Linked DNA regions of Sus scrofa: regions 2, 3 and 4 are each linked to region 1. The links are chromatin contacts, called in public Hi-C maps. All regions are on one chromosome and are shown on one strand. The core of a region is the stretch at or near the end of the contact, and the rest is flanking DNA. Distances in the headings are between cores, read along the strand shown.

Region 1 (6,755 bases), core at 1,568-4,067:
TTTTAATAGGTGATTAATTGCTGCCCTGCTGAAGGAGTTTTTTTTTTTTTTTTATGGCTACTATATTGCAACTCTTGATGTCTTCTGTGCAATTTCTCTCAGCAAGCCCCAACTGTAATAACTGTTTGCTAATTGTAAAATCCTTATCCAGAATGAGGTTTGGGCAAACAATTTGTACTACTGTAATTACATTGTAAAAGTGTTTCAGTCTCTTGATTGTTCAGAATTAATCTTATAAAGGCCTAGGAGTAGCATCAAGTTCACAGTTATTCTTGGAAAGGAGGGAAGAGGGAAGAAAGAAGCCACTTTTCAAAGCTAATGAGTTTAGTTTAAGCCCACAAACTCAAACTACCTCTTTCTCTGAGGAAAATCTGTATGTAGGTAATTTAAAGTTGAAGCTCATGACTGAAGAGCATCTGTCTCCCTACTTCTTGAAGTTTGGGGTTGTGATTGAAAAGGAGAGACTTACCTAAGCCCTCTTTTTCCATCTCTGCTAGAAAACAAGAGAAAACTTACGGGAAAGCATCAGTACAAAATACATTCTATTGTTAAAGGAAAATTGGCCTTTTCCTCATTTGAAAATGTCACCGCAGACTTGAGGTAACTCTAAGCAGGTTGTCTAAGTCTTTGCCAGAGAGCATCTAGGGCTGTTAAAAACTATGGTCATCGAAATGTATTTCGCAGGAAAATTCTCTTGGTTCAATTATACTTACACAATTTCCTTTGCAGTTCATTTTAGGATCATAAATGTAGCTGCGCCCCTGTCGATGCTTGGCTTGACGGCGCCCCCGCCCCCACTACCTCCAGCCGCGCCGATGCCTGGTGGCCCTGCTGGAGAGATGGAGCTCAAACCCCAGAAAGCAGCCGTCGGAAGGCACTCAGGTGTTGGCCGCAGCTGGCTGTAGTTCCGGGAAGAGCTTGCAGGCGGTCGGCCCAGTTTGATCCTTTCTGTAATCGGAAAAGGATTGCGTTGCCTGGCCCAGTCAGCTCAGTTTCCCGAGAATTAAACAGAGAAATCGCTTTTCTGAGACAAGGAGGTTCCATCTTGGCCTGAGTTGTTTCCAAGTTCATGTTGGGGAAGGAAGGGGCGGCGGGGGGAGGGGGAGGTCAGGCATAAAGTTGGTAATTCACCTGGATCTCCTCGGCTTTAACACGCGGGCCTGCCTTAACCTCCCGAGTGATGTATCCGGGCGTTTGTCCCCGAAAACAACACTTGGATGCGATGGAGAAAAGGAAGAGATCTGAAAACTTGGGGAGTGGGGGAGAAAGGAAGAGAGAAGACATGCAAATGATGAGGGATTCTAGGATGAGTTTTTTAAACAGTCGGAGCTCTTTTAAGGCAAAAAGCATCTGAAGGTTTGGGGTGTACGTGTGCCTTTGGGCACACATGAGACGAGTACAGTGTCGGGGCTGAAGGCTGGCAAGGCTCAGATACTGGGCTTTTTGAAAACCCCACTATTAGGGGGAGGTGGGCGTTGACTCCCGCGAAGTATTAAAAGAAGCAATACTTGTCACTTAAGGAAGTACGTGCGCTTGGTGGAACCTGATTCCAGATCTAAGTTCTGATGCTCGCTCTGTGTCCCCAGTTTCTCAAAAGCTCACTTAACAGAACCTTAAGCCCTATTTGTCGGACCGATGCAAATTATCTTTTGGTTTGCGCATTAAGAGTTGACTTCAGTACATTTTAGGGCTCCTATTCTTTTCTAAACAACCTTCGCGGATAGGAGCACCCAATCTTTCTCAAAACTCTTCCCCTTACCTAACCCCCCTCCCTACCCCCCACCTTTGGGGTGAAGGTGGGTCGGCAACTGGTGGAGTGTAATGAGGGTAGGGGTGCCGGGAGTGAGGGGCCCTCTACTTTGGGGGAGTCAGCCTTTTGGCCACCATCAGGGCGGGAATCAGGACTGGCAGTTTGCATTCCCGGCAGATCGAAGCTCCCTGCTGATCGATTATTTGATAATTGATTTTCCCCGCAGCCAATGCGCGGCCGCCTTGGCGGGAGCGCCTCCTGATTGGCCGAGCCCTCCTCCCCGGCTGCCTACCGAGATTTGGGTGAGCTCATTTTCCAGTCGACCGCAGGGGGAGTTTTCTGCGAGGTTTCAGCTGGAGGGAGGGGGAAAAAAAAAAAATCCTGTTCCAAGCTGAGCGAGCTGCGAGCCCTGCTCGGGGATGTGAGGTTTCCAGCCCGCTGGTCGAGCTGCTGCGACTGAACCTTCTCGGCAGACCAGGGCTCTGAGGGCAGGAAAATAAAAACGAAAATAGCACCACTAAATATAATAATAAAGGGCAGCCTTAGGGTGGGAGAATAAAGGAAAGGAAATTTTTTTGTTTGTTTAAGCCAGAGAATAGGTGTTTAAAGGAAGAAAGTTAAAATTAGTGGCTGGTTGGAGCCTCTGAGTTGTGCGTAGGGGGCAGCTTTTTGTCTGAAATCTCAATCCCCGGAGTGAATTTCTTTTTCTTTGGCACTGGGAGTTCTCCCTGAGCCTTGTCTGGGGGATTGGAAAGGAGAGTCGGGCGGGAGAAGAGCTGGGGAGGAGAGCGCGGGGCGTCGCCGGGGCAAGAGCAAGGCCGAGGCCGGAGCCCCTCGGCTCCTCGAAGACAAAGGCGGCGCGGCCGTAGCCCCAGCCGAGCGCGCCAGCCCAGCCGCGCCGCGCCCTGGGCGCACGGCCGCCTCTCCCAGAGCAAGTCGGAGAAAAAGCCTCCCTCCTCGTCTCCCTGGCCTCGGCTCCACCCGCGAGGTCTGGGCTGCTCCGAGCCCGCTTCGGGTTTCGCTTTCTGGCGATCATAAATAGCTTCGTGTTTGTAAACAGGCGCTGGGGGCACATTCCCGGCTCTCGGTTCATTGTTCCCTCCCTTCCTCTCTCACTTCGCGCAGAACGCCGGGGCTGAGGCTGCGGGCCTCCGGGACCAGGAGATGGGGGCGTCCAGATCCCCAAAGTGAGAAAATGCAAGTATTTCCTTTCTTTGGGCCGAGTGTCCACCTCCGACCGCAAAACAACAACAAGAACAACTAGAAGCTGGATCTGCAGAAAGCCCCAGTCATCTCCACCCCACGTTCTCGGGACTCCTTAGCAGAGCCCAGTCTTGCTCCTGCTCCTCCTCATCCTCGCTCCCGGTTTGACTTTTCTACTTGGGGCGTTTGGTTCTAAGAATCCACTACTCTCTGCATCAGCCCTCCTCTGCCCCGCAAAACACTGGCAGACCCCAATAATTTCGAAGAAAGTCAGGAAGTCTATGTGCGGAGTCCTGTGCAAAATAACTCCCGCTACTGCTTGCCCCGCGTTTATTCCCAATTTATTTCAAGAGCGTCAGCTTTGGGGAGAGAGTCTGTAGGGGGAGGGAGAAAAAAGAATACGGAAAATAAAGCCGGCAGCCGGGGGCTACTGCCCGCGCTTGTGCGCGTGTGCCCTGGGTGTGTGGGTGTTTGTGCCTGGGCGTGCGATTTAATGGAGCGCCTCTCTGCCTCTCCAGTGCGGCCAGAGCTCGCTTCGCGCACCCACCCCTGCCTAGGAGCCTACTTGCTGCAGCCCAATGCATTGTGTAAGACGCGACCTGTTATGGCCACCACTACTTCCGGGTTCTAGCATTCTGGTCGGAATCCACCTCTCCGCCTGTGCAACACACACTTTACACACGCACGGGGACTGCAAGCGGGCAGCATCGATCGTGGCTCCTTTAAGACAAACTCAGACAGACATTTTTTTTTTTAACCCTCCTCCTCTAATCTCCCTCCAGTGCAGCAGTTGCAAAGAGGGAGAGAGAGAGAGAAAGAGAAAGAGCAAGCGAGAGAAGAGAGAAACTGATTAGGAATTAGGAGTGATTCAAGGGAAGCGAGCGCTAGGGCTTTGTGCATTTGAATATTAACATTTGAGGTGTTCTGACCAGAAGAAGAGAGAGCGGATGATCATTCATTCACCACGTTGACAACCTCGCCTGTGATTGACAGCCGGAGTGGCAGAAAGCCATGAGATTTGGTAGTTGGGTCTGAGGGGCGCTCTTTTTTTTTTTTTTTTTTTTTTAACTGATTTTTGGGGGAGAGAAGATCTGCATTTCTTTTTTTTTTTTCCTTTTTTCTTTTTCTTTTTTTTTCTTTTTTTTTTTTTTTTTTTTTTTTTTTTGCCCCCGCTGCTGTCTTGGAAACGGAGCGCTTTTATGCTCAGTGAGTCCGGCGCTTTGCTTCAGGTCCCGTAGACCGAAGATCTGGGACCAGTAGCTCACGTTGCTGGAGACGATAAGGGATTTTTCGTCGTGCTTTTTAATTTTTTTTTTTCCGGGGGAGTTTGCGTATTTGCTTCTTTTCACACTGGCCTTAAAGAGGATATATTAGAAGTTGAAGTAGGAAGGGAGCCAGGGAGGCCGATGGCGCAAAGGGTACGTATTAAAAAACAATTGTGGAACTCAAATGTGAGATTAAATTGAAACATGGCTGAAAGACACTGCTAAAAAGTTTCCTTTTTTTCTCTGTCTTTTTGAATGAGGCTCCTAAAGCCGTGGCCTAAAGCGAGTGGATTTATTCAATGCATTTGTAGACTTATGTATGTTACATGTAATTTTTAATTCAAGTAATCAAGTTTTCTATAGACTCCTAACCAGCAGCTACATAAAGAAAAATACAAGCTCGGGCAACTATCTGTTTAAAAAAACAAACCAAAAAAAAAAAAAAAAACCCAACAACCTAGATACCTAATGTTATAGTTTGAGCATTCAAAGAGCAGAAGTTTAAAGCTATTTTTAAACTAAAATAAGCAGCTAAAAACTTCTGAAATGTTACTGATTATGCTCATCTTTAATATCACTGAAAATATTTAGCATTTTTAAGCAAATAACTTTGTCACAGTACAATGGTTTGGGGGGGTTGGGAAGCATTCATCTTAAAAGTAATTTTAATGTACATGCCTTTTTATGTAAGGTAAGACTTTGTAAGTTTTTCTTAGAAGAGCCCTGCACTAATTGGATACTAAGCACACAACTACTCACTTTAAAAATGCAATACTAATTTCCCCAATATTCCTATTTGAATGGAAATATAGTGAGAGTAAAGCAAGACAATGACAACCCAACTGAGGTAGTTTCTTAGAAGAAAGGGGGTCTACAAAAAGCCCTCCTTGCATAATTTGTGCCCTGGCCCTCAAAGCCCTGTTTGCAAAAGAAAGTTACTAGGCTGACACATTTTTTCTTTACTCCTTTGGTTCAGGCAAATGTCAGCATTCTTCCAAACTCTTTTCACACCTCTGGCTTTAAGGAGATGAAAGTGGCAATTCCTCTTTTCTTTGAAAATCATTTCACTCTTGGCGCCTCCAAATCTTGGGGAAAGGACTTGGCTGAAATGAAGCAATGAGAAAAATCTAAATAGCTAAATTCTGCACACAAAAATAATGACACTCAATATGAAAGTTTTTCTGGATGAGGAATCTGATGGGGGGTGTGTATGTGCATTTACTTTTAAATTTGCTTTAAACCTGATGAGTAGCATTTACCTCATTGACTTCTGGTCTAGGGGAAAAGTTCATAAGAGTAGAAAAAAAATAGAATAATTAACTGCTCCAATTGTAGATTTTCTTTAACTTTGGGGGAATATTGCCCAATTCTAAATTCAGCCCTAATGTACAAGAGAAGCTACCCTTCTCTGAGTTTCATTTATAAGGGGGCCAGTTAGTTTTGTGTGATTTAGCAGAGTTTGTCTTGGAAAGCAAAGGAAATTCAGGGTCTTGCAGGACTGCCTAACCTCACGCTGGCAGGGAAATAAAATGAGAAGCCTGTCTGAATTCACATGCTTGGCTTAGCTGTTCCCATCGTAACTTTTTTTTTTTTTTTTTTTTTAATTCCCTCTGTTGGGAAGGGGCTGTGAAACTAGGCGGGTTTGTTGCACTGTCCTGGCACGTTTTATTGTGATTTTGGATTTCCTCCTCCAGGGACTAGAACGTTTTACCTTCTGCCCTCTGGGAGAATGCCTCCCTTTCTTCCTTCTTTCTTCCTTCCTTCCTTGCCAAAGGATCCTGAATTTCTGACTCTTTTATAGGGAACACAAGTTAGGGCAAGACCATTCAACCTAGCTGAGTCTCACTGAGAATCCTAGAATTTTTACTTTAAAAAATATTTTTAAAATAAGAAATCTCCATTCAGAGATGCAAGGCCACCGAATTCCGGGTTGAAGGATCCAGCTGAACTGACATTATATAAGCTCCGTGCCCTGCCGCTCCCCCATTTGCCGGCCTGGCCTTCTGAACCTTGTTTCTCTCCTGTTTGTCATGCAGTACGACGATCTACCCCATTACGGGGGCATGGATGGAGTAGGCATCCCCTCCACGATGTATGGGGACCCGCATGCGGCCAGGTCCATGCAGCCGGTCCACCACCTGAACCACGGGCCTCCTCTGCACTCGCATCAGTATCCGCACACAGCTCACACCAACGCCATGGCTCCCAGCATGGGTTCCTCCGTCAATGACGCTTTAAAGAGAGATAAAGATGCCATTTATGGGTAGGTACGATGGGCGGCAGGTTAAAGAGTTGAGAGGCGATGCTTCTCCTGTTTCCCTTTGCCCTTGGTCAGAGGAAAGCCAGAGCTCTCTGGACTGGAGGTACATTATTTGGTGACTTTTCATTCGCTTTGCATGGAGATCTGGGGGAGGCGGCCTGCCATTTCAGACGCCCCCCATCTCCGCACACGCTCCGCGCGCGCCCAGTGCCCCGCGCCACCGAGGCCCTGTCCGCGGAGGGGTCGCGGTGCAGGAGTTGCCAAAGGTCCCTTGTCC
Region 2 (6,755 bases), core at 1,470-3,969, 230 kb after region 1:
TGTATCACGGAATGAACTATGTTTAAAATCTCCAAAGTTATACACCAATTTTATTCAAGGGGAAAAAAGACTGATTAGTTCAGTGAATTTGCATGTGTAAGAGCCCAGTTACTGCTTTCAATGAATGAACATCCTAGGAATTTTAGAAAGAAAAAAAAAAAAAAAAAAAAAAAAAAAGCACTGAAGAGCCTGCAATGTATCTTAACGCTGCACACGGGTAGAGAAAACATTCTACAAAGAGAAGACTGCATTTTGGTTCTAATTTTACAAACACACACCAAAGGCATATTAAGGAATAACAAGATTTAGAAAAAAACTACTGAATGTTGTATGTGATCAAATACACCCTTACATCTTTCCAAATAAAATTTCATTCCATTTATAGAGGAAGCATTTTACACAAAATATCTTTCAGAATTATGCAGACCAGCCTGCCCTGCCATTCTCGGTGACATGGTGCAGAAATGTTACTTTAATCCACTGAGCTTTTTCTGACATTTTTCTTAACATTGCTGAGCCTTATTTAGAGCAGCAAAGGAGATGTGTGCAGTTCCCTTTGACACTGATGGGTGTTTCAAAATGTTATGGGGCGGGGGCAGGGGGGGAGAGAGAGGAGAGAGAGAGAGAGAGAAATTTGCTGCTACTCACTTCATCAATAAAGCTACAGGAGCAATTGCTATTTGTTCAAAGTTTCCATTTCAAATGAAGCTAAATTTTAAAGAAGCCTCATCCTCTTAGAAGAGCTGCTCTTGGAAGAGGAAGGGAGAGAATGCACATTTAGTGATTACATGTTCAAGTGCCTTCAAGTACTGGAACCATTTAAAATGTATTGTGTTTTGAGCCGAAACCTACAGCAAAACCACTCCTAAGAGGCTTAATTTAGGTTTTATAGGAAGAACATAAAAGAGACCAGGGTACAGCCACACGCTGAAAGATGGGGAACATTTTAAATATCTTCATTTAAAAACGTATGTTTATTTGCCCTCCTGGAATCACTAACGTGTGTCTCGACGGAGAAAGCGAGGACATGCTACATTCTTAAAAATTATCTGTTCAAGGGATCACATTCCGAGACAGGTTGGAGCGTTTTTATGACTACAGATAACCTCTTAATTAGTCGCTGCCTTCCACTTGTTAATCAGGGACATTCAACCCGGTTAACCAGCCAGTGGGTGCCTTTAGAAGAAGACTCCTTAGTAGCAGGAATGAAAACCTCCTTTTCTTCCCATCGTCACATGACTGCACGTATGGTTTGTGGCACTGCTACAAACTTACCTGCTTGAGATATAAAAAAACCAAAGGCAAGCTCTAGATGCCCACAACGGGGTTGTTGATTACTTCAAACTATGCAGCCCACGAGAAGCTTGAAGGGATAGACATAATTTTATTTTCCCCGTCTCCCCCCGCCCCTTTTGGCCTCCCCCACCTCACAGAATTCGTATCTGAAGCAATTTTAGGTGTCTTCGGCGGCCACCAACGTCTGGGGCACTCAGAGACCCTCTCAGAGAGCGAGGTGTAAGTGGAGTAAATAAAAATCATGTTTCACTGCTGCTTTATCAACCCTCCTAGGTAGTTTTCCTGCCAGCCAACCTGCGCTGTTAAGACCCATAAAATTATGCAATAGTGACTTCTTTGGAGGTTCTTTAATCAGATAATGGCCAGTGTTAGGAGGGAAGGGCTCAGGGCGGTGTTGTTGGCACTTAACACCCGGCTTGGTCATTCCTTGTCTGGTAGAGACCAATAAAGAGCTGATTACTATCCTGTAAGGAGCCAATATTTTACATTTATCTTAGTTATTTTTTTTTTCCTTTTCTTTGCAACTTCTTATAACGGCAAGTATTTGCCAAGAAGACCTATGAGCTGTAACCTCAGGGGCCCCTTAAAAATAAGAATTTGCCTAGCGTGAAATGATGCCTTTTGTGAAATGGTGAAAATGATTTTAGTTTTTACAAGAGCCGAGGTTTGATTACTTTAAAGTCCATTTCTTTCAGATGTGGAGCCGCCCGGACACCATCCCCCACTCCCCCGTCCCCTTCTCTCCTCTATGACAGGTTCACAGGCTGCAACCAAGGGGTTTTAAAATGCAAATATTTATATTTGAGCTCTGGCAATAACAGAGTCATTTTGCTTCCTCTGTTAGCCTGTGATAATTGATGCTTCATACCTGGAACTACGTTTCATTTCTCTCTTTACACATGAAGATATTCTATAAATAAAAGATAATTTATGGCGAGGAAACAGCCATTTGAAATAATAATCCTAAATTTGCCTGTGTAATCTTTTAAGGCTTTAAGAGTCAGAGATGCAGATTTCCACTTTTAAAGAAAACTTGATGGCAACTGGGAACTTTGGGCATTTTTCGGTTCTCCTATTGAATTCGAATGCCTGCAAGGGTCCAAAAAGGAAAAAAGAGGAATAAAAAGAAGGCAGGAGAGCAAAAGGTGCGAATTTTACATGTGCTTTCAACTAAGGCGTTCAAGCACATGTGTAGACTTCTTGTTACACTTTTATTGACTCTCTTTATATCAGACTATAATTTTTTAATAACCAATGTGAACAGCAAAACAGTGAGTCATAAAATGCCTACTCTTTGCCTGGGATCCTCATTTTAGCATGAATAGCGCTACACCCAGAAGAACTGGACCCTAATTTCACAACCTCATACAAAGCCAGGCAATTCTTGGGCCAAACAAACAAAGGGGGTGTAAGCGATTTCATTTATTTTGATAATCCTCCTTCTGCACGGGGGCATTTTGCTGTCTTTGTCAAAGTGAATGACAACAATTTGGCCAACTCTCTCTGAGCTGCACTCAACAGTGACAGGCAAATTATCAGAGGCCCTGCACTTCTTATTATCAGAGGAGAAGCCATCAGGGGGACGCATGGAGGATACCTCTCCCTTGTCACTATTTGTCAGTGGGACAAGGGCCACTGCTATGGGTAGCTGACAGGTAATTTCAACAATAACAATTACTCCTATTACTGGTGTCATAAACAATTCGCCCAAGGCATGACAATAGCAAAGCTTTATAATTCAATGCCATATAAATAAATGCCAGCAGGTAACAAGTAATTTAGGTCCAATCAAGCTTTCACCCGGCATTAATATTGTTATTGCAAGAAAATGGAAAATTGAAAAAATTCAGTATGTTAATGAATTAAGAGAGGTTCAAGGGCTAGACAAGAGGGGTTGAAAAGGGAAACCAAAATTATGATGGTATCATATTTGGTGCCATGCTGGAGGCCACGCGGCAGTATAATTAAGATTAAGAAGGAGATCAAAAGTACTGTTTGCCTGCGACTTCAGACTTGGGAAAAACATGACACAGCCTTTCAAAATCTGCCTCTCCCCACTTTCTGAAGAATGTAGGTAGAAATAGGAGAATGCGTATATAATGTAGCATCTCGCTGGCTTTTTTTTTTTTTTTTTCCACCTGAAATATTTCATTGGAAACAGAGCCTGAGTACCAAAGGAACATTTCCATCTGTTTAAGAAAATCCCATCAGCACCTGCTTCCTTTACATTAAGTCTCATAATGCAACTATTTTAATAAGCCTGTTTTTTCTCTGCGCTGGAGGTAAAGCTGCTAACGCCTCTTTGCTCTCCAGCTGTCCATCTTTTGAAAGTAGACTCGGAAGATACCATCCAATCTTGCTGCGTAAAACTTCCCAATCAAACGAATTTTGCCATTTCACTATTTGTCCAGCAAGACACTGTGCCATCATGGTGACAGCAGTAAAAGAATTTGAAAATCTCTAATTAGGGGAGCTGCAGAGCAATTAACGCATGTCAAATTTCACTTCATCAAGTGCCACTCTAATTTTCCCTCTAAAAATTAATGGATTTTTTTTTTTTTTGTTCCTTTTGGTATGTGTGTGTGTCCCCTTAAGGCAATGTTGATTCAAATCTGCTCAAGATGCAGTGTTGCACAGCTAAGCATCTTCTTGATTACAATCCGCCACACTTCTAACTGCGCTCATTCTCACTGCCACGGATACTTTGTCAACAGTCAAATTACACCACGCTGATAACAATGCATAATGGTGTTCCTCCTCCGGGGCCCCTGGCAGGAGACGGGGTTCATAAAAATGTGATGTTTTCTTCTCAACTGTTTCTCAAGGAAGTTTGTATGACCAGGTCACTAGTCAGGCGTTAATTTTTTGGAAATGCATTCATTACTTTCAAGAAAAAGGAGTGAAAGGAGAGACTATCAGAATACCTCATTGAAAAAAAAAATCAGAGGAAGAATGAGGAATTGAAAATATCTGCGGTCAAAGTTTTGCTTGAACACTTTGTTCAGAGACATTTTCAAGAGCACTGTTCTTGGTGAAATACCAGTTTTTTTTTTTTTTTTTTTCTTTACTTATGGGCTATAAACATTGGAAGCCTCTCTTGAACAGACAGTATTTAGATTATGAGAGAAGTTTGTTTAACTGCCATATTTGCCAGAATCCTCAAAACATCACAGGACACGGAAGATAAATGATTTTTTTTTTTTAGGTCAAGACTGTAGATTCCAGATAAATGTTGATTCATTTTAACTATTTTTTAGCCTCGTTGCTTGTTGCAGGTCCCGTGTGCCTGAGTCCTCCGCCCACATGAGGAATATTTCTCGCTGAAAAAGGAAGGAAACAAGTGATTAGATGATTTCACGTTTAGTTTTTTCAGAGGTCATTCAGATTTTATATTTCGAAAACGTGATCAGATCCAGAACAAAAACAGGGAAATTAAACCAAATGCTACATGTGTCTCTTTGCAGATTCTTTAGGGAATGGAGATCAGTTTCATGGATGACATCCCAGTTTTCTCATCATGTAAGTATATTTTTGGTTATATGTTTTCTTTAACCATATTTATTCAGTAGAAAATTAAGTTCATGGAATATATACTTAAAAAAAAAACGCATAGGTTGAGTCCAGCTTTTCATTCACTGACAACTCAAAAATCTAAAATTTGATACTGTGAGGTTTATATTTCCTAATATCAAAAATTTCATCTTTCTCATAAGCCCTCCTCCCCACCATGTTCCTAAGTGGTCTATTTCAAACAAAAGAAAATGAAATCCCTCTTTCAGCTAGCAAATGTTAGATTCTCTCAGAGCCAACTGGGGGCTCCCTGGAAGTTTTGCCATTACAGTCACACAAATTGAATTATTTTCATCCCTCCCAAATATCATTCGTCAAACTGAATACTAGGTTTAGAGTTTTGCGCGGCTTGTTTACAAATAAAGGTGTCTCAACGAAAATCCTAGCTCTGCGTACTTTTGAAAGACAAAACCTGGAAACCTCTCCTATTAAAACATTACCAAAGGATTGTAAAGGGAAATTTAAAGGGAGAAAACTTGATTATATAATGCAATCCAGCAGTAATCAATTTTACCTTCAATATCTTGCTTTTGTTTTCAAAATGCTAAATAAACAATACATAATGCATCCCTCATCAGCCAAACCATGGAGGCTCTGTGCTCAAATAACAGGAAACATATTCAATTTTCCTAACAGAAGACAGTTCATTAAGCTGTGCCACATCAAATAAAACTTTAATTTCTCCAGCATCAGAGTCGCAATGAAAGCAATTGAAGAAGATGAGCCATATGGTACTTCTATCAGCAAACACATATTGCTCATTCCCCCAAAGTTTTCTAATTCTGCTCCCCAGACCTGTGTAATATAGATAATGTGCTCCGAGAGCAGCAACCATGAGCTATCTAGTGTACATTTCTAATACTGTATTTAATGGGAAATAATGAATCATAAAAGCCTAGAGAAGACGGCTTTTGCTAACCTAAATCTCAGCTGTAATTTCATTGTTCTGTGCCTAAGATGCTGTTTGCCCTTTCCAAACAACAGCAGTTGAACATAATTATGCTGCTTCAAACCTGGGCTTGCAAAAGCATCCCTAATAGAACCAAGTTTCTATTAACTCCTGAAATTCTGAATTTCATGATGCACGGGTGCAGACCTGGAGCTAACCGAGCACGTGTCATTTTTAAACCCCCAAGAAGCCTTTTCTCCTTCTGCTCTTTGGTCAGACAGCTCAATGCATTTATATTCCCTCCTCTGCCCCTCTTCTCTCGCCCGCCCCCTCCCCAACCCATGCAACAGGAGTGGCATGATTAAAAATGAGGAGATTTTCTTGTTATTAGCAAATTTGACATTTGCCTGATGAAATGCACATAAAATGTGAAAGCTGCACAGTACTCAGAAGAAATGTCTCCGCTCCGATCCAAGCTACCAAGATGAAATAATTTAGGCAAAGGAAACGTAAAGAACCTCGTACATCTCTGCCTCAGAATGCTAGGACTGGATTATAAATGAAAGAACCAAATATTGCTGAGCTTTTAGAGCGATGGTATTTTGACACATGTGAAGTGTCTAGTGTTTCATCTCTCACCTTAACTGCTTGGATTATAACCTAAACATCATACATACGCTCAAATGCAGCAGTTTCCCTGTCCTGGGTCCAGCCTGTCTTCTGGTAAGCGTTTGGGGCTGGGGGCTTAATTCCCTTAGAGAAAAACATATTTTCTCTCCCCCCTCACCCAGAGGTTAATGATGTTAGCTTTTCCATTTTTAAAGCTCATCAAATAAATATTTTCCCAACACAATGCTAATTCAAAGGCCATCAAATAACACTGCGGATACATATTGAAAACATATTTGAATGGTTTTGTTTGTTTTGGCATCATACACACCAAGAACGATTAAATTAAAAAGAGACTTTTAAAAGTTAGAGATTGCCTTTTTAAAGCTTA
Region 3 (6,755 bases), core at 1,700-4,199, 190 kb before region 1:
AGAAAAAGCCCCTGGTGCTCAAACAGGAAGTCCAGTCTCTGCAGCTGCCTGAGAAGACTTTGTTCTGGGAGCCCCGTCTTCCCCAGAGGCATCTGGCAAGAGTTCGCAAACCCCCCTGCCAGAAGCATCACTGTGGGTATCTGCTCTTTGCGCTTCCCACTGCTCTTCTGGGGAACTCTGCTTAAAAGCCACCCACGGAAGCTTCGCAGTTTTTCCTGTTGCCAATGCTAACCAAGAAAAATCGAGTCTAAGCAGGGGCTGCCTGCCGAAGCCGCCTAGGCTGTTGCTTGTCCAGGGGCCAGCGTGGAGCCAGGTTCCATGCAGAAGTGGGGAGAAAGGCTGTTTCCTCCGCCCTCTGCGCTGCTCTCCCAGGTAGCGTTCCTCATGCCCACAATCACTAAGTCTGCCCCAAAGCCAGTTCCTGCATCTCCCAGCCTCACTCCCTTTCTGCTGGAGATCAGAAGCATCCAAGGTGAGCCGGGTGGGAGAGAGGCAGAGTGCCCTTGCCCTCTCTCCTTGTTCTGTAGACACATAAGCACATACATACATACACACTCCCCATAGATATATATTCATGTGTATGTATACATTTATAGATACATAGTATATAGATATAGATAGTGTATATATAGTGTGTGTTTGTTTGTTTATAGGGGAAGCAGGGACTCTGGCTCACCAATTCTGCAAGAAGCCACTTTAACTCTCAGTCTGCTCTGGCCAGCTTCCCCGCTTCATGGTGCGGTAAGATCACTCCCTCTACCCTTTCAAAGGAAAGCAAATAGCTCATAATTTCAAAGAATAACCATTACCTCTCAAGAGTTCTCAAAAAAGACTTTTTAAAAGTCCAGTAATTCTACTCTGAGGAAATACAAAGGTAAAGATACTCATCATGATGTTTTTAAAAAAGGTAAATCCTTAACTCTAGTAAGAGTATACATGTAGGAGTTCCCGTTGTGGTGCTGCAGAAACAAATCCAACTAGTATTTGTATAACCTCATAGTATAACCATGAGGATGTGGGTTTGATTCCTGGCCTGGCTCAGTGGGTCGGAGAGCCATTGTTGCCGTGAGTTGTGGTGTAGGTAGCAGATGGGTTCAGATCCCATGTTGCTGTAGCTGTGGTGTAGGCCAGCAGCTGTACCTCCAATTCGACCCCTAGCCTGGGAACATCTATATGCCATGGGTGTGGCCCTAAAAAGTGAAGAAAAAAAAAAGAATATACATGTAATGGAATGTTCTGAAACCTTTTAAAATAATATTTAAGGAGTTTAAAAAATTACACTTAATGAAGTGGACACTGTTTAAAAATAATATTTGGTGAATGTTTACAGTGTGTAACAGTGTCCCAATTATTTAATAATCTCAAACAAAATCAGAGAAAAAAAAGACTGCAAAGAATTATGTCATCATGCAAATAATGGTTACTTCTAAGTGGTAAATTACAGGGTATTCTTATTTATTTCTTCATCTCTCTTCAGAATCTCTCTAAAATAAACATACAATCATCCAGTCCACACCTAAAGCCTATATATTTATTTATTTATTTTTCAGAGACCAGCCTCAGAGCTGGTAGCCTTTTGTTCCCTAAAAAGAACAAATTCATGCTGAGAAAACCAAAGGCATTTCCACCCGCCTCCTGGGTGGAGGAGTCACTGGGTGGGCTCTCTCCATCTCCACAGCAGCCAACATTTGTTTTGGACCCATAGGGATCAATGCCAGGCTTGCAGTCCCTGCCTTGCTTACGTTCCCCTACTTCCTCTTCTCTGCCTGTCTTTGTGGAACATATGCTGGAGGTAGGGAGCATGACAATGACTCATCCACCGATGAATAAATCAGTTTACAGAAGCAGAATCGTCTTGGTCACCAGCTGCATATTTTGGCTCCATGGGCTATACCAGCCCCCTATGTTAGCTCCATGGGCTATACCAGGCTGCTGGCCGCCTCAGTATTCCCCCCAAGAGGAAACAGTTTGCAGTTAAAATCAAGAGGTGCCTTGAAGGTAAAACCAACCCACATAGAGGAAGAAGAGTGAGAATAGTGACCAGAGAAAGCCCAGCCACAGGAGAAAAGGAAGGGGTGACTTCCCTCCATGTTGACACCTGCTTCCCTGGCACAGGTGTCCCCAACATGGGAGCCTGAGGAGCTGACTGTCTTCACTGAACCTTAGGGGTCGCAGTGCCTCCCGCTCCCACTGCTCAAATAAGAAGCTAAGGGAGCTGGACCATTGCCTCCAGTCCCAAATAAGTGGTAATCTGGGAGTTTCTCTCCCTGAATCCTAACATCAAAACCACAAGCCAAATCACCCAGTGTAGAAGGAGGACAAAAGGGGGTCCTGTGGCCGGTGCCAGATGAAAGGGGCCCCGCCAGCCCCAGCTGGGGAGCACGTTCCCTTTGAATCCAGGCATCCCAGGGTCCCTGCTGCTCCAACTGGTGGAAGCAGGGTTTGTTTGGTTTTTTTAAATTTTTTCTGGCCCACATCTTGAAGTCTTTCCAGACTGATGGACTAAAGTGGAAATTACAGTCCTATCAGTTCTGTCTAAAACAGATGCCACATAATCACAATCATATTAATAAAGCAGGTGAGCAGGAGTATGAAGAATCTGAGGAAGGGGAAGGCGAGCAAACAAACAAACAAACAAACAAACAAAACCTACCAACTTCCAGAATGTCTCCACCTATTGAATGCTCCTGCCTTGAAACAGATTTCCCTGAGAAATGTGAAGTTGGCTTTTTTCTGTCCAAACTCCAAGAATTTCCTTTCCTTTTATTTAACATTTTCTATAGTTTGGATGAAGGAAGCGAAAAGGAGGGATATTTTCTCGAATCTTTTTGGACTTGACCACATTCAAGGTCTTATTTATGCGTGGGTTTCCAGCTGTGCATGACATAAGTCATTGAAAACTGGCACATCTTCCCATCAGCAAACACAGCACAACCACAAGCTTGGCAAGCAGTTCATGTTGCCAGATGCCTTCAGTGTTTCTTAAACTATGTATTCAAGGCACTCCACTATTTTTTCTTGCTGGAAATACTTTCAAAGAAGAACACAATGTTTTGGGTTGCCTGGCCAAAGTTTAGCTGTACTTTTGCATCTTTGCCAAACTTCCTGTTTTTAGCAAAACAATTTATTATCTTGCTGGTTCTTTACCCAAAAGGATTTGCAGGCACAAATAAGTACTTGGTTTCCATGTCTTTTCAGAGAAGGAACTCATTCACTTTCCCATAATTATCCTGAAGACGCAAGAACTGAAACGTATTTAACCTTTGGGAGTGCTACCGAGGTGTAGAAAAGGTTTTAATTATTCAAAACCTCTACGATCTGAACTTTAAAGAACTGACATTTTGTGTGTGTGTGTGTGTGTGTGTGTGTGCAAGGAAAATAATTCTTTTCAGGTGGTTTGGCACGATCACAGATTTGCCGCACGTGGCATTGTAGGAGCAAGTTTGGAGTGATTTGGGGTTTGGAAGCCAAGGTTAGGCTAGATTTGTTGATTCATCAGAAGGAAAGCATTTGACCAGACACTGTTATGAATAGTTCATCTCCAATTACTAAGCTATGCAGTCACCTTTTCGATTTCATCAAAAAACAAAACAAAGCAAAAACTAGACAGTAAGCCAGCTAGCCTATTATCTTTATCTAGCAGCCAACTAGCCTTAATACCAGTAAATAGTTCAGGAAGAAACTTAAATTCTCCACTTAATTATGTTGAGGTAGCCACATATAGTTTCAGTTTTCTTCTACAAAAATATTTTAGCTATCATTAGAACATGTGTTTTCAACACACACAGACACACATACATATACACACACAAATATAGTTAGTCATTTAGACAGGCTTCAGCAGTACTGATCTGTACTGTACCAGAGCAACATTGATAACACTGTGGCTAATTCATCAGTAAAATGCATTTAATTTCTAGGGTAGAATGCACTTCAGCTTAGATGGATGGACCCAACTACAATTTCTCCACATCTTTCCAAAATTATTTCACACTACCTGCAAAGACCAAGGAACTGATAATGTCTATTTCCACTATGTTCGTGCTTCAAAGATCTTAGAATTCTTTGATGGTGACTTAGCAACCACTGTAAAAATAACGGCTCCTTAAAACAGAGTGAGTCAAAGAGTGAGACCCTTTAGAGGAAATGGTTAATATTAATGAGAGAGGGCAGTGTGGTCTGACAATAGATCAGCATCAGCACTTTGGGAGAAATGCTTCTAACTCAAGCAAGATAGGCTCAATTTAGGTCTTTACGTTTGTGAACTGTTCTTGGATGAAAGCAAGAAAAACACAGTATCTGTTGGATGGATGAATAGATAGATGGGGAAATGATAGATATATGTGTGTTGTCTGTTGCATGTCATTTTTATTTTTTCCTTAAAAAAAAAAAAAGATCAATGCTTTGATTCTCTTCAGCAAAGACTGGTCCAAGAAAAAAAAGAAAGTCTAGGTAGCAATGCAGTGGGCCAGAACACATACATCGAGGAAAGAGTTAAAAGGGAAGGTCTTTATAACAAATTATCACTCAATTCAAGTTCTGTCAGATGTAGCTTAGTTAGTATATGTCTGCAGGAGGTAGCCGGAGATTTCTTGTAAACTCTTCTAAAAGGTGAGAATGTGTTTTTATTATTAACTATAGGGCATGTGGCTTTAAAGAGTTATTTTAAACATTTAAACATAAACAATATCAGTATTAAATATAGGATCAAAGAAATACTGTTTCCATGTGGAGTTGCCAAGGCACAGAAGCATGGCTGCAAAGTACAAGTTTCCTTTGAAGGGACATTGCTATCAATATTGCTTACTCAGCAGTCTAGTAATATCAAAATAAAGGGCACATACAGACATATATTCACATGCAGAGGAAAGCAATACCTGCTTTCCCGCCTGGTGTGAAAATGGTTTCACTCCTCTAGTCTTTAAAAACAAAACCCAGCATCCCAAACCAAAACCTTAAGGCCCCCTTCACTAGCTTTTTTTCAGAATGAACATATTTAAAGTAATGTTTGAAGCCTGTGGAATCAGAATTTATTTCTACAAAGTTAGCTCTATTTAATATCCTTGGCTCTAAGCTTAATTTGCTAAATTGTGCTGTTTTTGAAATTTATTGCAAAATTATTGTTCTCCAGGGAAATAATTACCATTCCTCTAACTTTGATGGTTTTGCTTTCCTCTGCACGTGAATTTAAGTAAGAGATTTAAAAAGCAACTCTGTGTTTTGAGTTAGTATCAATCAAGACAAGGTGACTCTGATATTGTATCTGAACTTAAGAGAACCTGTTCTGTTCACTTGAATATCCAGTTTTCTGAATGAGAACAATAGAATATTAAAATTAAGAAAAGAATCCTAGGAAATGATACATGTATCTATTTATTTATACATTGCTTTGTTGCAAAAAAGGATTCGAAGCAGCTTGGGAGCATATATAAAATATAGGGACAGAACATAACTTAGAAGTAGGCATACAGAAAAAAAACAAAAACAAAAAAAAAAAAAAACACTAGGGTAAAGATGTAAATGGTTTCAGGAATGGATCGAATATAAGCTCATAGACTTCTACAAATGAAGCACAAATTTGACTCGTAGATGCTTAAGTTTCAAGGTAAAAACAAAAGCCTACTCAAGATCATGAATAGCAGGTTCTCAGGACTTTATCATAGAGTTCAAAACGTTTTTAAAATTATTCCTTTGTGAAGTAGACAATGGTTTCTAGTCTTCCCCCACTGACTGTTGTGTGATCACTGGGGAGGCAAAGGTTGACCACACTGCAACCGGTTTTTCAGTACTTTAATAAAGCATCCTGATTATTTTGGGGGGAGTTGCCTGTCCCCTGTCTTTGCAAAGGTGCTCTGTCCCCAGCCCTGCTAGTTCCCAGCAACACTGGATCTTAAGCAAGCTGTGCAGTAACAGGAGAGGGAAACGGCTGTGGCAGATTCCTTTCCAGTGGTTGTGTGCTACCAAGAAAATGAGTGGTTTGGGGAATGCCTTGGTTCCCACATCAGCCTGGCTCTCCCCATCAGATCTTTGAGCCATTTAAAAATCAGCCAGTAGGTTTCTTTTTGCTTAAATTAGGATCTACTGCCTGCAACTACAGAATACTCAGTGAAATACAGGTAGGACAGGCACTCAAATGCAGATGGATTGAATGGTGTGTCTGGGCCCCATTAGGTAAATTTAGGTAAAGTTAAGTGGAACCCTGAGAATCTATTGCCCAGCTTGCAGCCATTCTGATCCTACTCAGTGCAAACTAGATCCAAAGTGGAAACAGTCATTGGTGAAGAGCATCTCTGAGCACAGCAATAACCTCCACCAAAGGATATGGATCTTCTTTCCTCATTAAAATTCTTAGTATCTTCCTTTTCCTGTGTAGGATACAGGTGTATTCAGGAAAAGGTTTTGAGCACCCAACTACCATGCACCCACTTGCAGGGTTAGATGTAAACAGTGTTATTAATATTATAGCACCTTCTGTTTGTCCTAGTAAATGATGCCTAATTTCAACATGACCGAAATCTAACACATGAGTAATGCTTTATACATTATAGAGTTTTGTGCTGCTGATGAAAATTATTTCTCCCTTGAAGAGTTCTGGACTGAAGATCTAGTGGAACAAGAACCAGGTACTCAGGGACTTCCCTTCATGGCTCAGCAGTTAGCGAACCCGACTAGGATCCTTGAGGATTCGGGTTTGGTGGTTCCTGGCCTCACTCAGCGGGTTAAGGATGCAGCATTGCTGTGAGCTGTGGTGTAGA
Region 4 (6,755 bases), core at 1,380-3,879, 150 kb after region 1:
AGTCGAAAGGTTCTGAAAAGGAAAAGCACCAGCGCCACCCGCCCCCTCCCGCCCGCGTCTTCCACGCCTCGCATAGAATTTTCGCTCCTTGTTCCTAGCTGTGCGCTGCGCCCCTCGAGTCCGAGCTGGGTTCGGAAGGGAGATGCTGCTGGCCTGGGGCTGGGCGGGTCCCCGAGCGCCAGGAGAAGATCCCGAGGGATGCGGCAGCAGCTGCGAGGATCCCGGTCTGGACGCGGCAGCTCTGGCGCCCTAAGCCCGGGTCCTGGCCCTGGAGGGAGCAGGGCGGACAGGTCCCTGCTCAGAGCCCAGAGCACCTAGGGAGGCGGCTCCAGCACCTCCACTGGCCTTCTCCCTCTTCCCTAAACCAAAAGGAAAGCCAAATCTAAAGGGGCTGCATACGTCGCCTCAGGACACTAGGCAACCCAGGGTCCGCGCAGAAGGTTGTGAAGAGGCAAGTCCTTTGGGCTCCCGCCTCTTGCCTTCCGAATGGCGCGGTTCGGGGTGCTTTGTGGCGGACTAGACGTTCCTTGCTGGAGTCTGCGTCCGAGTCCCACCGGGGCTCTGGAAGCAGGACTGCGAGAGCTTGGAGCTCCCGGGGGGTGGACGGGGAGGGGGGGCACTTGAGATCTGGGCAGCGTCCGCCAGGCGCAGCCGGGAAGCGGTGGGCATCTAGTACCCCGACGTCTTAGGCAGGCGCTCGGCAGGATCACTTTAAAGCCTCTGCAAACTTTCCCCTGCCTTTCCGATCCCAGCAGGCCGTCGGCCCCTGTAAAAACATGACGTTGCAGAGCTCCCCGGTAGGCGCTTGGACCCCGGATAGAGTGGCTAGAGTGGCATGGAATTGGGTTTGGGGCACCCTGCCTGGCCCTGACCGGGCATTTCACCTCGCCTGACTCCCCTCTCCGGTGCCACCCTCACCCACTTGACTGTGGGGCAGCCTGAAGCACTCTGGGTGGCCAGGTTCAGAGTTTACACGAGGTTGGGAATGCCAGGGGCAAGTACAGAGCGGCGAAGGAGAGAGAGTGGGGGATCGCCTCTTGAGGAGGTCGCTAATGGCGAAAGTTGCGGGGGGTGTGTGTGTGTGTCTCATTTTGGCCCAATCTGCCCACTAAGGAGTCTACAACAGTCTCTCCCAAGGCGGAGCTGAAAGAGAAAACAAACAACATATTGAGCAACCTGTGCGCCAACATCTGAGCTTTCTAGAGTCTTTGCCTTAAAAACGGGTATCCTGGGGGTCTTGGTAAAGAGATGAGATGCATTTTATGGTCCCAATTTTGGCGGGCCGCGCCCGAAGGTCGCTCCTCCGCGCACTGCCCGGAGAGCTCAATCCAGCGAGGGGAAGCCCAGGCGCTGAAACCCTGGAGAAAAGGGATTTAGTTTTAAGCCAGTCTCCCATCGATCGGGTCGGTAATTCCTACCCCTGCCCACTCACAGACACACTCACCTCTACTCTAAAGCATTAAGTTCATTACGTGAGCAATGATCTTTATATCCAGTTGGAAAACGAGTCCCGGGACCTCGCCGATTGGGGAAGCAGTGAATAAAGTCACCTGCTCCCGCATCCGCCCGGCCGGCTCCTCCGTGGCAGGGCGGAATGCGCAGGGGTCCCGCGCTCCAAGCTGGAGCGTTTCCCGCAGGGGTCAGGGAAGCCTGTGCCTGCTGTCTTCGGGTTGGCGACCTTCTCGAAGGGTGGGATTGCCCTCGTCGACTTTCTTCCTCCCCTCCCTTCTATTTTCTTCTTGGGGGCCCCCTCTCACCTCCGCGTTTTCTTCCTGCTCCTTTCCCCAAAGTGGCGAGCGCCCCTTCCCTTCCAAGAGTCCCCTGGCTGTCCCCCCACCCTGACCTCTCCCCGCAGCCGCAGGTCCGGGTAACCCATCACCTTTTCGTTCCCGCCTGCTTCACCCACCAGCCTTGACCTCTGTGGATGGGGATCGCTTAGCGAAGCCCTCTTGAAGCTACTTGCTGAGGGCACCCTGGGGCTTTAAACAACCCGATTCCTCCATCTAGGAGAGATCCCTGTGCCCAATGATACTTCCATCTCAAAGAAAGCCAGCGAAGCGGCAAACACCCCTCGCAGCCGCCTGCTCCCCATCCCCCCCCCACTATCCTCCCCCGCAACACCTCCCATCCCCTTGGCATCGAGCAGTGTCTGGCACTGCGGGGAGATGGAGGTGAGCCACGCGCCCCCTTCCTTACTGGCCGACCCACGAGGCGCCAGCTTGTTCTGGAGACTCAGTTTCCACCGGACAATCGTGAAAGCGGGGAAAACACAACGCAGTGGTGTGTAAACCCACTTTCCCGCGCCCTCCCCCCATCTGATTTTCAAGACGTGCATTTTCAGGTAGTCCTAAAGAGTGAACAGCGAGCTTTGTGTGTTATCTAGTGGGGGTGGGGATGGAAGAGGAGGAGACTCCCACCGCTCGCTCCAGTCTTTAATGTCTGAAATAACGAAATGCCTGTGTGGCAGCTGCTGCTAGAGCCAAAACTAACTCTTTGGAAGACGGAAAAGAGTGAAAGGCAAAGAAAGACTGTTCATTTTTTTTCCTTTGGTGCCGTTTGGGATGTCATCTGTTTCCTTGGCGACTGTGTTCAGTCCCCGGAGCCCCTGGGCTCCTGGATTGTTAGGGGGGAAAAAGCATGCTATTTCTGCACCGTCATTTATCACTGTCACAGCATAATGATTCCCCTTGCAGCCCCTTATTGATGTTTGTAATTGCATTATCTCATAAAGGAGGATGATCAATGAAACCGAGCCGTGCATTCTGGGGTCAGAGGAAGCCAAAGTACTGTTTGTCCCCTTTAATACAACAAGTACTCATTATCTTTAGGTCTGCATTCAAAAAATGATCTGATCTGGGTCTGACCCTGTCGGACATCCCAACACTTTTTAAAACGCGGTTTGTGTAACCTTTTGCTTAAATGCTAAATCAAGTACCTGTCTTGCATTTCAACGAAACAAGACTCTAAAATTGAATGGGAAAAGCATTTTTTTCTTTCTTTCTGCCCCCCACCCCCACCCCCGGTCCGGTAAGGCGGTCTGAGGATGCATGTGATTTTACACTGTAACTGCTCAGTGATATAATGTAGAAAAAGCAACCCCCATCAGTAAGGGACCCAAGTAATCTAATGAATGAAAAAATTGGGGTGAGGGGGGAAAAGGTATCTGGGAGCATTTAACAAGGTCGGTATTAAAAGATCAGAATAAACCCACACCCTGTTTAATTAATAAGAGCTATAAACTGAAATAATTCCCCATGATTCTGCCCTTGCTTCTCCCCTTTACAGAGTCATATCTCTTTGGTTTAGATAAATGACTTTTGTGCCTGTTCGATTCTCACAACAACAATAACTAAATCAGTTGCACGCTCTGTATCTAAAACTGTCTACAAACTCCAGCAAATAAAAAGGAGTTCATTTGTCTATTAAGGCAAGTATTTAGTTGAGCAGAAATGTCCCAGTAACACTGAATGGAGTTCATGTAATCCCAAGAAAATCAAGTCATCTTGTTGCACTGAAGTAAATGAAAAAATACAAAGGAGGAAAGGTCCAAGTGTAATTTTAAACTAAGTGCATTATTGGAGTGTCAGAGTGAAAACTGTGCTTGTGTGGTTGGGATGGAGGGAGTAGACTTCAACTTAGCTCACATGTAACTGAAAGCTTTTATCAAGGAAACAATGATGCCAAGTTTGGTTATCATTTTAATTTGTGGAAAGAGGAGAAATGGAGACAATTTTAATTCATCATCTCAATAAATTAGGGTAACTCCTTCAAAGACAAAATTAAGCGAAGAATTGACTTTTAACGTTGCAAACCTGTATAACCAAAAAGAAAAGTTTCCAATCTTCTGAAGGTGAATTCTTCCATGCTAATAAAGCTACAAAAAAAAAAAAAAAAAAAAAGATGAGGATCAGGGGTTTATTTTAAATATTCTACAAATAATTTCTAAACCACATAAATCAGTATTTTACATAAAAATGTTTAAATGAAAAGCCTTCACCATATGAGAAAATGGATACTAATACTAGTTAAATAAAATACTGTCTTGATCATTTGACACCTTGACATAAAACCTTAAATCGAATGATAGAAAAACAAAGGGCAAAAATACTCCCCTTTAGAAAAAAGAACTTTAATATTAAGCTAAAAAGAGTTTTAACTCTGTCGAACCATCACTTAATTTTTCTCTAGAAGGCAGATTCTTCTAATACGTATTATTTTCCAGGAATTCTGTCAGATCACTTTGAAATAATATATGTTTTGTATTATTTAAATATTCTGGCACTTTCGTTCTTTGATAAGGCTCAAACTGAAATGGATATGCAGTCACGCATATATTTAATATAAATGGTGTCTTGTCGTTAACATAAAATATCAAAGGGAAAATAAAACTTTGGGCTTTGTCAGTTGAGATAGAATTTTTTAGCATAATACTCTGATTTTCAAAACATACAAATGAACTCCCTCGATTTTAACCAATCAACACAAGTCTTTCTCTTATTTGGTTGGGGATCTGGCATCCGGTACGTTTTCTATTTTTAATATTTAGTGTTATAGCCCACGGTTAAAATAATGAAAAATTAGTCTCGTTTCAGATATTATTTATTTATAGAAAGAACATGATTAAAACATAAACACACACACAAACTGCAGCTGCAACAGAGGAAAAAAAACTTGATTTACGGTTATTAAATCTTTGATCGCCATGTTAATGTTTCTTTTTCTACCTTTCATTTGCATTTTAATCTATCGAATCTTTACAATTTTGCTGCCTCCTATGTCAATGATTGATTACAGATCTGAAATAAGAAAAACCAAGCCTAGCTTTTCTTTTTCCTTTCTTTTATTCGCTTTCTTTTTTCTTTTTTTTTTCACCGTCCTCTTCCCCCGGGTAGATTTCTGAAACTTTCTCTCAATGCTAATGTAGACAGGACAAATTAATTCTGCTCTTTTAAATGTCAAAGATATAAATAAAAAATGTTTTCTGTCCCAAACGTGAATATTTTCCCAGCCGCTTGTTTTCCAGTCGTAAAAGATCATCCCAGCAAAACGCAATTAACAGTGAAATACACACCCACGGCGGCGTGGATTTTTTTAAAGGACGAGTTGCTCTGAGTTAAAGAAAGGTGAGAAGTTCATCGTCCCCTCATCATCAGCGGCCCGGCCGCGGCTTCTTTTCCTTCTCACACACTCAAAGATTTGGTTTATCTGTGATCTAAGTCACACAAACAAACAAAAACAAGCCTGGTGGGGCTTGCGGTGCTTAAGTTGATTTCTTGAGACAAGCAGTGCAAAGACAAAAGGGGAAGCGACGCAGGACTGTTTGTTTTCTTTCCCCGGCTTACCACTGCCCCTTGGCCCCTTTCTCCCCCTGCCCTCCCTATACTCCCTCCCCCGATTTCCCCCGCTCCGCGGATAAGACGGTCATTTGCTGACCGCTCTGCCCGGACGCGTCACTCTTCCAGCGGGTGTGAAAGCGAGTGTGGCGGTGGTTTGGGAAGGCGCCGGCAGGACGTAGGCTGGGTGCATCCTCCCAGCAAGGCTGGGGGCCCCTGGGCTCTGGAAGGCTCTGGCCGGGAACGGACTGCTCCTCGGGCTGGACTCGGGGTCGGGGTTGGGATGGGAGCTGCGCGCCTCGCCGTCGCGGAGGAGGCTAGCCCCAGGTGGGAGAGCAGAGGCCGGGTGGGCGCGCGTGCAGCCTCTCCGGCCAGTCGCGCGTCTGGGCACCTTGAGAGGAGCACCCCCACCCCCAGTCCACCTTAGCGTCTGCATCCCCCGGCCCAGCCCCCTTGGTGGGGTTTTAGTGCCAGCGGACGCAGAGGAGCGGCCAGAGGAGAAGTGAGGACCGACTTCTCCCGCGGGTCCTGGCTGCTCGCGCTCGCGTCCGCGTGTGGCGCGCTGTGCCCTGAGCGGAGGGACCAGCCGGGAGAAGTCGGAGGGGTGAGACCCTCAACCCCGAAATCCCCATGTGGGCAAGCAGACAGGCAAGAATCCGGATGAGGGCCTTGAGAGGGAGAACTAGCTCAGGCAGAATCTCTCCAGATGGGCCTTTGGACTCCGTGCGCACCCAAGGGCGTGCCCACCGGCGGAGGCGCAAACCATCTTCCCCCGGCCTTGTCCCCCCCGGGGGGGGGGGGGCTCTGCGTTGCTTGCTTTCTCCTGGAGACTCCTAGGGTGGCTGCCGCAAGGGGGGCGATCTTCATTAAAGTGGACGCCCCAGACGGTTAAAATGGGGTGTGTGGGGGGGAAGACATTTGATCCAGGCCGGCCCTTTGTCTTGAAGCAGATTAGGCAGCCTAGAAATAGGAGGAAAAACAGAAAGTCTAGACAGGAAAACTTATTGTGTTCACAAAATATAAAAATGAACCGAGCAGGCTGGTACCTCAATGGGGTGAAGATAGATCCTTGTAGACAAGTGGGAAGACAAGACTGGGAAGATTTAAAGTGAAAGAAACGGCAGATTATTAAGAAAGTAATAGTAAGGTGTCCCATACACTACAGTTTTATTGTTGGGTAGTAACTACCCGATTTATTTATTGCCAGGGCTGTATAATAGAGATAATGACCACAAACTCAAGATAAATTCTTAGGCGCCCAGCCGGACAATTCTTTTTTATTTAAGAGAGAGAGTCTGAAAGGTGAGCCCCATCTCTCCTCCTGGAAGATCCGTCTTGCTTTCTACCATATTATAAGCATGACATGCAAATAAATAAGCGCTGCGGGGTTTGTGTGGGTAAGCCTGCAGGATTTATTTCAGG

Evidence for each region. Hi-C and Micro-C count contacts between places; a contact is called where the count stands out from the background.
Region 2: a Hi-C map of retroperitoneal adipose tissue shows a contact between it and region 1, with 2.8 times the contacts expected there. A contact is called at or near these places in 7 of 47 Hi-C or Micro-C datasets (alveolar macrophages, embryonic fibroblasts, epiblast stem cells and 4 more).
Region 3: a contact with region 1 is called in a Hi-C map of skeletal muscle, with 2.3 times the contacts expected there. A contact is called at or near these places in 4 of 47 Hi-C or Micro-C datasets (embryonic fibroblasts, omental adipose tissue, skeletal muscle and 1 more) and 1 of 2 datasets of targeted methods (skeletal muscle).
Region 4: a contact with region 1 is called in a Hi-C map of retroperitoneal adipose tissue, with 4 times the contacts expected there. A contact is called at or near these places in 2 of 5 promoter capture datasets (fetal liver and liver), 30 of 47 Hi-C or Micro-C datasets (adipocytes, adipose tissue, alveolar macrophages and 18 more) and 1 of 2 datasets of targeted methods (skeletal muscle).

What each region holds. Positions count from the first base shown.
Region 1 is chr3:75,621,917-75,628,671 of Sscrofa11.1, reverse strand. MEIS1 (homeobox protein Meis1) reads left to right here and starts at 2,817. Exons shown (of 12, transcript XM_013996097.2): 1 at 2,817-2,947; 2 at 6,255-6,481. The coding sequence starts at 6,282. LOC106509799 (a long non-coding RNA gene) reads right to left here and starts at 2,253. Exons shown (of 5, transcript XR_002342631.1): 1 at 714-2,253.
Region 2 is chr3:75,388,550-75,395,304 of Sscrofa11.1, reverse strand. It overlaps LOC106509797 (a long non-coding RNA gene), which reads left to right. Exons shown (of 8, transcript XR_001307672.2): 5 at 4,761-4,815. It overlaps LOC110259997 (a long non-coding RNA gene), which reads right to left. Exons shown (of 2, transcript XR_002342630.1): 2 at 1,706-4,616. Among named protein-coding and RNA genes, the nearest start is that of MEIS1, 230 kb to the left of the region's middle.
Region 3 is chr3:75,811,730-75,818,484 of Sscrofa11.1, reverse strand. No RefSeq gene overlaps it. Among named protein-coding and RNA genes, the nearest start is that of MEIS1, 190 kb to the right of the region's middle.
Region 4 is chr3:75,475,070-75,481,824 of Sscrofa11.1, reverse strand. All of the region lies in intron 1 of LOC106509797 (a long non-coding RNA gene), which reads left to right. It overlaps LOC110259996 (a long non-coding RNA gene), which reads right to left. Exons shown (of 2, transcript XR_002342629.1): 1 at 1,445-6,755; 2 at 1-1,358. Among named protein-coding and RNA genes, the nearest start is that of MEIS1, 150 kb to the left of the region's middle.